2 separate regions of the Rattus norvegicus genome follow, and region 1 is linked to region 2. A link is a contact called in public Hi-C data. All regions are on one chromosome and are shown on one strand. The core of a region is the stretch at or near the end of the contact, and the rest is flanking DNA. Distances in the headings are between cores, read along the strand shown. Region 1 overlaps LOC102550363 (a long non-coding RNA gene). Region 2 has its middle 140 kb from the start of Mrpl14.

Region 1 (4,261 bases), core at 1,579-4,078, 71 kb after region 2:
GCACTGAGTAAGTGCTGAGAAGACACCTGTGCCTAAGGCCACACCCCTGCCTGCCCTCTGCTTCCAGACACACCCCCTCCTAGGGCTCAGTCCATTCCAGTTCTTCCTGTCAAACCCAGTGAGGGTCCAGCACATCCACCACTACACTGAGCGTCAATGAAAGAGGAGGACAGGTACTGGACTCCCAGCCCAGCTGTGTGCTCTGAGAAAAATTACCCATCCTCTCTGGAGTTCAACTGGCCCAACTGTAAAAGGGTCAGTTTATTAATAGTATGTTTTATTTATCAGTCTATCATGAGACAAGGGTAGACGTACCTGTCTTTACATGGCTGCCACTCACAATTCTGGCAGTAATTCAGGAAAACTAAGGCCTTGGAGAAGGGAGGAAACCAGGAAGATCAATGGGCTGGAGAGATGGCTTAGTGGTTAAGAACACTGTCTGCTCTTCCACAGGTCCTGAGTTCAATTCCCAGCAACCACGTGGTGGCTCACCGCCATCTGTAATGGGATCTATTGCCCTCTTCTGGTGGGGCTGGAGAGAGAGGCAGTGTACTGACATACATAAAATAAAAATAAATCTTGAAAAAGAAGGAGAAGAAAAATGAGGAGGAGGAGGAGGAGGAAGAGGAGGAAGAGGAAGAGGAGGAGGAGAAAGAAGAAAGGATCAAAACTGAATCCTCCAGCTTCCCTTGCAGCTAGGTTTGACTGGATGACTGAATTCTATTCAATGGGATATAAGAAGTGTTGCTTTGCACCCTGGACTCCCTGACCATACTTGCCCTTGTGGGTTGGGGATTAGGTGGTTTGGATGAGGAAGCCCTTTATACCCTCCACTGTGTCCCATTGGTCCCAAGCAGGTGAGTCCTCCAAGACAGCAGTTCCCTATTGGCTGTCACTGTCTGCATCACCAATCTCTAGGTTCTCGGGCAGACTTCAGTTTGGTCCTCATGCTGAGGTTACCTCTGAGGCTGCGCAGTGCCTGACTTTATGCAGATGCAGCCACCACCTTGTCAGTGAGGCCTGCCATTCCTCCTACAGAGAGAAGTATGTACAACTTCCTGAAAGTTCCTATAAGGGAAGGGAGATCTCCTTTCTTTGTCCTTCATGCTGCTGCCTGGAGCTCCTGAAGCCATCTGGGAAAGGTGGTGACCTTGAAATGGAAAGCTAGCAAATCGATAAGAGACCAGACTGGGATCCTCCCCGCACTTAGCCATTGCATTACCCCAGGAGTGCTGACCTCTGGGATTCAAGCACATGAGTGAGGACGTACTTCTTATATAAACCAAACACTAAATGGTACAGTCTTTCCTCTGGTGGACCCCAGGCAGAGCGGCCCTCTAAATCTGGGACCCTTAACTGGAAACAGCAGTCACCTGACTGACGTGAGGACTCTGGCAAGGGATACCTGTTCTGTGCGTGCTCCATCATTATACCAGTGGAGGGTGAGGAGCAGAGAGGTCTGGGATGTGCATGTAGAAGAGGAGATATAACTCCCTACCTGGAACACCATCCCTAGCCCCTGGAGGCCCAAAAGACATCTCAAACCCTATGTTGGCATCCTTGGAATATGGGGTAGGGAAGTGGAGGACCTGCTGGGATGGCAACAGTCAAAGCGAGACAGAAAAGCCACTTAGCAACTCTTCTAGGCGGGTGCTGTCAATTCTTACATCCTCCAACCATGTCCCCATTGGCTCGCAGGAGCTGTCAGAGGCCAGGCAGGGTGGCAGAGGCACTGTGGAGGGCAGACACAAGCCCAGGAAGAAAAGGAGCTGAGCTCACGTTGCCTGAGGAAGAGAAGGCTCGGGTAACGTTGAAGCCATGTTAGGCAGGTCAGTGAGATAGATAGAATCACTCCTCCACATACTCCTCACATTCAATTCTGAGTGTAGGCACCAAGACAGTGAGTAAGGGCAGGAGGTGGGGGGTGGGGACAGTGGGGATGTCACATCTCTGGTGGAAAGGAGAAGTGGTCTTTCACTAATGTCAATATAATCAGGAGAATTCTGGTTCCTGAGGGAGAATTCCGACTGCCCAGGAAAGGGTACTTGCTGTGAAGAAAGATGTAGTAAGATGTGGGCCAAGTCGTGGTGGGGGGATGGGGGTGGGGTGAAGAAGCAGCCTCAGTGGTCCAGGCCTGAGGCCACTTTAGCATAGACCTTCAACCAGCAGGGTTCTGGCTGGGGGATCACACACAGGGTTTGTCTTGATGTGGATGGAGTCCGAAAGCCACTTTGGACAAATCACCTAACTTCCTTTTAAAAGAGAGAGACAAAGACAGACAGAGACAGAGACAGAGAACTGAGCTCAGTGGGCACGTAGAAGACTAAGTATGTATGCCAGCTTTGAGCCTGACATCCAACACAAACTACAAATATTCTCTAATGGGGCTGATGGGTTTTGTTTTTTTTTCCCTGCCTGGGCAGAGGTTTGAAAAAGAATGCCCTGACTTCAAGTGCAAAATTTCCTGGTTCTACAGTCCTGTGGATCTCTGATTACAGTTCTGGGATCTGAGGGCTGGGAATGTCCTGGCTGACCAACTCTGATCCAGGGGAGCCTGGTCCACACCTAGGTACAACACAGTTTATGTCCTCGTCATTGTGAAAGGGGCTTTGTTTTGTCCAGCATGCGTCCCCAGCCTCGTGGGCAGCTTTGGAGTGACCGGGTGTCTCTGCCAGCATCCCTGACCTAGTCTCTGTACCCTCACCTGGAAGCAGGCAGCAGCATGATCCTCTCCGGGTGACTTCTGCTTCACACCTCCAGTCCCCTGACAATGTCACATGCTGTGGGAGTTGGCAGGGCTACAGGGCCCATGGATGCCAACACAAACACCATTCCTGTGGAGGGAGAGAAAGCCCATGGGGGTTATTTTTAACCTGTTGATCAGAGGCACAGTCCTGGCCCTAGGAGGCCTGGGTTTGGGGCTCTGAACTAAGCTAGCTGTCAAGCACCCCTCAAGGACTTCCAAGGGCATGGGGCCACAGAGACCCCAAATATGACCTAATTTTGATGGAGGAGAGAGGGAAAGCACGGCTTTGTAACATGTCCAATCTTGCCCACTGCTCTCAAGTGGGGCAGAGCCCAGGCAGAATGAACATTCACCTAGAGCGGATTCTCCAGTTCCTGTATACTCACCTAGGGAAACTGAGACCTGAGGGGGCCAGGTCTGGCTCCCTCACCTCTGTCTACCTATTTATACCTGGAATCGGACATTTCAGCAAACACCAAAGAACCATCTTGCTCTACTATCCTTTACTCTCCTTGCTCTTCCCTTTCCTGGTTTGCCCTATGTCAAAAAGCTAGCCCCCAATATCCTCAAGATGCGGTCCCCATGGCTAACTCACCATGCAACAAATTTCCTAGGTGCCCAAGCAGCGCCCCCTAGAGGCCAATGGCAGAGCAACGGCCAGCACCAACATGGCTGGAGGCCCAGCGACGTGCGGGCCAGGACGTGCCTGCGTGGGGGGAACAAGACCCAGCTTCTGCCAAGGGCCTGGTGCTGACTGCTCCTGAGCCTGTGATCGCCAGAGGGGGTGGTGAGCAGACAATGGACCCCATGGCCCGGCCTCCTGGCCTTGGCCCTTGAGCTGGGCAGACAGCCGCCTCCACTGGCCCCTCACGTAGCCCACGTCCTGCCTGCTGAGTAGCCCTTATCATCCAGTACGTGTCAGGAGCCCATATCCAGGCTGTGTGGAGGTAACCAGGGGCCCAGGAGGAGTTGGACCAGTGGGAAACACATTCCTCTCCTCCCTAAGGTCCTGGTCCCCCTTGCTGGTCTCCTATTCTCAGGAAACCTTAGCCCATTTGGCCAGGTCCCAACTCTCAATCCCTCTTTCCCTCTAGATAAAGAGGGGTGGATGGGGGAGAAGACTTGGAGGCCCACATTCTCCTGTGAATATTCCAGGCCCCCGGTTCACAAACCTCTGCCATTCCTCATAACATACAAGGCTATGCATCAAGTCCTCTTAGGGCCTCCCCTTTATTACATGGAGAAACTGAGGCACGGAGAGCAGTGAAATTCTCAACCACACCGCTGGTAAGAGCTCCTACTCCACGGGTGTGGTAGCTTAGAGGTCTGATAGGATTGACTGAAAACTAGATACAAAGTGCCGTGGAAAAGCAAAGTGCCTCTCCGACCCAGGGCCTCATCACCTATGGAGTGGGTACTGTGACACGGGTGGAAGTAGAGCCGTGTGTGTGTGTGTGTGTGTGTGTGTGTGTGTGTGTGTGTGTGTCTGTGTGTCTGTGTGTCTGTGTGTGTGTC
Region 2 (4,641 bases), core at 2,023-4,522:
GAGGGAGAGAGGGGAGATAGGAGGTTTGTAGAGGAGTAACCAGGAAGAGGAATATCATTTGAAATGTAAACAAATAGAATGATTAATTTTTAAAAAGTTCAGTTTTGGGTTTTTTTTTTTTTTTTGGTTCTTTTTTTTCGGAGCTGGGGACCAAACCCAGGACCTTGCGCTTCCTAGGCAAGCGCTCTACCACTGAGCTAAATCCCCAGCCCCTCAGTTTTGTTTAAAAGGAAAAAAAAAGGACATTCCCTTCCACAAAGGAGCACCCCCCAGGGGGCGTGGTCTTTCCTTGGCACAAACACTGAGATTGACTGAGGGGCTGACTTCTGCCACAAGGAAGTCAGGGAGCCTGGTATGTTAACTTCCTCCTGGGTCCTGCTTTGGCTCTTTGGCCAAGGGGAGAAAGGGGACACCACAAAGTGTGACTCCCAAGCCCAAGTGATCATCCATGCCTGGCTACAAGAGCAAGGTCTCAGAACCTTCCGGAGGGCCACCCCGGCCCTTCTTGCGTGCCACAGAATGTCCTCGCCTCTCCCTTATCCTCATCCTAGGAGGGTAGGGGTCCTCCTGAGCCTCCTCACAGCCTCTGTCATCCACCATGGCCCCTCAGATCCCTACTGCTCTCCTATGTAGAGTCTTTGCTTACACAAGGGGAAGATTAAAGAGCCTGGGACCTGCCCTAAGTCCCATCTATCCCCTCACAGTGGCAATCCAGGGCGAAACTCAGAGAGTAGACCAGGAGCTGTGTGCTAGAGGATAATAGAACACGGTTGCATTCAGTGTGAGAATACCGTGCTGCTGGTTTATGTGGAAAGTTCAGTTTGCATTCGTGTGTGTGTGTGTGTGTGTGTGTGTGTGTGTGTGTGTGTGTGTTCATATGTGTGTGTGCATGCAATACATGAATGTATATGTGTGGAAGCTAGACCTTCACATGAGTATCTTCCCCTTGTCTCTCTTCAGTTTAAGTTTGTGGCAAGCTCTCTCACTGAGCCTGGGCCACATCACTTAGGCCAGACTGGCTGCCTGTGAACCCCAGAGACCCTCCTGTCTCTGCACCCAGTGCTGCCTCTCCCTCCCCAGCCATTTACCTGGGTGCTGGGGAGCGTAGATCAGGTCCTCGTGTACCTACCGAGCTGCCTGTCTCCCTGGACCACTGAGTACGTAGAGATGCATTCTGGAGTCATGGCAGTGACAGGTCACAGAGCAATAGCAATACGTGTGTGTGTGTGTGTGTGTGTGTTTGTGTGTGTGTATACATGTATACAAATGTCCGTGTGTGCGCAGAGCCCCCCACAGCAAGTAAAAGCCACCAAAATGTTCATGACTCTATCTCAGTGGTGAATTCTTGCAGGGTCACTGAAAGTTGGGCTTTACTCATAGTAAGAAAAAAATATTTATTTAAGAAAAACAAAAGGCATTTTTCTGACCTGGGTTTGGATACATCATCTCCTCCCATCCCTGCTATGTGATGTTCAGCAAGGATTTGTTAGGTAGGGTTCATTGCAGCTGAAACGCAGGGAGGTATGGTGAGGGCTGGCAGAGCTCCCCACGGGTCAAGCCCTCAGCAATGGCTGCTGGGTGTTAAAGGGGTCATGGCGGGGGGGGGGGGAGCTGGATGCACAGGGGAATGGTTCCTTCTCATCCTGCACATTTCAGTCTTTCCTGCCCTCAGTAGAGAGAGGTGAATATTGCTCAGATTCGGGCTGCGTAGATGACTCAGTGCTTGCTGTGCAAGCATCAGGACTTGTGTTGGATCCCGAGTGCTCAGGTGAAAAGCTGGACTGGGTAATAAATGCCTATAATCCCAGCACTGCAGAGGCAGGGGCATCCACGGGGCCTGCGTGATAGTCAGAGCTCTGAACCACAGAGCTCCAGGTTCAGTGAGACCCTCTCCATAACAATCGGCCACTGAATGAGCGACCCAATGTCAGGCTCTGGCCTCCACACACATACACTAATATGAACCTATGTACACACACAAACTCCAAATATATCTGTATATATTCACAGGCACAGCCACAAACACGTGTGCGTAAACATGAACATATACACACATATGCAACATACACACAAGCTCCAGATGTGTGTGTTTACACACACACACACACACACACACACACACACACACACACACACACACACACACACCACACACAGTGCTTGGGTTAACAGCCCAAGCCCCTATTTTATGCTTAATGTTAAGTTCTGTTGGAAGTCGAAGAGAGGGGAATGTGGGGTGCTTCTTTATACAGGACACTAGTTCCTACAAGAAGCGCCCCCCCCATTCTGTAGCCAGCCCAGGATCTGAACAATTTCCATAAGCCACATCAAGATACTAGCTTTGAGGAAGGGCAGGCTTGAAGGTTAATGCTGCCACACCTCCCATAGTTGAGCAGGGTAGGAAGAAGGGAGTGCCCGATGCTGAGACACGGGTAGTAAGGGGAGAAGGCCAGCCTTCCCTATTTTGGGAGGTTGGAAGCAGCAGGTGTCTGGCTGGTGCTGGGACATGTGAACCCTCCCATCAGGGGCCATGTGGCCAGCAGCAGGGCAGCCTGGTACTGCCAGGTACAGCCGGGCTCCAGAGAACCCACCAGCCATGTGGAGAAGATCTGGTTTCTCAGCAATGGCCCAAATCACAACATGGATAGTCGAAAAGCCACCTGACTCTACCCTGTTCCCACTGCCTCCTTCACCCACCCACCCACCCCCCAGAAAACCTCCTCAGGCAAGCAAGCTGCAGAAACCAGGAAATCAAGAGCATTCCCCTTCCACCCCTGGTCCAAGTAGTGGCGACAGCTCTACCATTCTAGGGTTTCTTAAACACAGCTTCTGTCTGCGGAAGCCTGAAGGGAAGTCAACATCCAAAAAAAAAAAAAAAAAAAAAAACTTGTCCACAGTGACCTAGGCTGCTACAGGTGGCTGGTGACAGCCAAGGGTGATCAGTCCCTGTAGGAACCTGGTTATTTTAGGCTGGGCATCAGAAGCAGGAGACTTCCCGAATGAAAATAACCTTCCCTGGGTGTCACTCCCGAGACATATTCTGTTCCCGGTGGCCTGCTTGTCACAGGGTACTGTTCTGCCTGCCCCTCCCAGGCAGGATAACCAGGGCCAGGATGGCCTTCCAGCCAGGAGAGGGGGGTACGGGGGGGAGGGGGGGTGACAGCAGAGACACAAGCCGTGTTTCCTAATCAGGACCTTGCAGGAACACAGCACTGGTCTCCAGGGTCACAGAAAGTAGCCTGCCACTGGCCAAACTCCTCCTCCTCCAGCTCTGCAAAGCCCTTTGTCTCCACCTGCTTCCCCAGTGTGTGGTCAGTCATTTCTTGTGGTCTGGGGCTCCCCCTAAGAGTCAAAGTCCCCAGGGGATAGTCCCTGTGTTCTTCAAACTGGCAAACTCTGAGGCCGGGCTCTGTCTTCCTCGGACTAGAGCTGCCTGATGTCAGACAGTGTCTCCCTCAGACCAGGTCTCTCTGAGGACAGCAGTCAGAATTAGAGCTCTCCCAGATGGGGCTGTGTCCCACTCAATCTGGGGCTCCTTCAGGGTAGAGGCCAGGCCTCTCATGTTTTCTGGCACAGTCTGGAGAAAGTTTACCAGAGCTCAGGAGTTCCTGGTCATCAGTCTTTAGATACAGTTCTCTGGGGCTAAGAAGTTTCGACACTTGGAAGGTTCTGCCTCCATTACTTCAGGGCATTTGTCCGACTCCTCAGACTGTCCCCAGGGTGGAGAGGAAACAGTGGTTCCTGCCCTCAGACCAGTGTGAGACTTAAATGAGATAATACGAACAAGAGTCTTGGCGAGGTGCCTAACTGAGAGGGCAATTAAAAAGTAAAGAAAGGACTGGAGTCTTGAGCCATTTGTCAGTTAGACAGAGCCCCAGGCCATATGACCCTGAAGTCTAGGGCCAAGACAGGCCCTGGAAGGCCCCAGAGTGACCTGGGTCACTGTCCGGGCTAGGGATCCTCTAAGATTCCAGTCTGCAGCTGTCTAGAGACACAGTTCAGGCAACACCCTGCAGCAAGACCCATGCTCTGTGTCCTCTTCGCCACGCTCTAGCTTGTGGTCTGGGGCTCCTTCAGGGCAGGGCCAGGATCTAGCTTGCAGCCCCTGCCTTGAACTCCCAGCTTCAGTCACCCCACGATGCTATGGACCCTCTCTCTGCCTCTCCCACCATGTGGAAGAGCCCAGATTCTTTCTACAAGTGATGGCGTGATACTTCTGAGCTGGACAGAGGACCCCGGGCCAGGAGCAGACAGCATAAATATATCTGGGGAGTTTACATTGTCGGGGGCTTGGAGCGCTCATCACTCTGTGAGCTCTGCCCCTGTTTATTCCCTGAGAGTTCATGACCAGGGCGCCACCGCTGGAGGGAGGTGGAGGGAATCTTTGGGTGGCTGCAGCTGCAGGGACATCAGTGTGCTGAAGGAGCCTGGGAAAGCCCGAGAGCCTGTAGGCCACACCCTCCCACCTCCTCCAGCTGCACCAGCCCTGCTCCAAATGATGCTGTTTGCAGGAGAGAGACCCGGGATAGAGCAGCCTCCCTGGACTTGCGAGTGGAGGCCCTTGGCCATCCTACCCTCTGGCCTCAGCCCCACCCAGCCCCAGCCCTCGAGTGCACCCTCTCAGGTCAAGCTAAGTGAGTT

Evidence for each region. A called contact is a pair of places that touch in the nucleus more often than the background predicts.
Region 1: a Hi-C map of psoas muscle shows a contact between it and region 2, with 4 times the contacts expected there. The contact joins two enhancer-like sites. A contact is called at or near these places in 5 of 12 Hi-C or Micro-C datasets (kidney, liver, mammary epithelial cells and 1 more).

What each region holds. Positions count from the first base shown.
Region 1 is chr9:22,739,618-22,743,878 of GRCr8, forward strand. LOC102550363 (a long non-coding RNA gene) reads right to left here. Exons shown (of 4, transcript XR_005489459.2): 3 at 2,705-2,834. Among named protein-coding and RNA genes, the nearest start is that of Mrpl14, 69 kb to the right of the region's middle. Within about 2 kb of position 2,829, at least 12 of the 93 cell types and tissues checked have an H3K27ac peak or open chromatin away from gene starts, as enhancers often do.
Region 2 is chr9:22,668,054-22,672,694 of GRCr8, forward strand. No RefSeq gene overlaps it. Among named protein-coding and RNA genes, the nearest start is that of Mrpl14, 140 kb to the right of the region's middle. Within about 2 kb of position 3,273, at least 9 of the 93 cell types and tissues checked have an H3K27ac peak or open chromatin away from gene starts, as enhancers often do.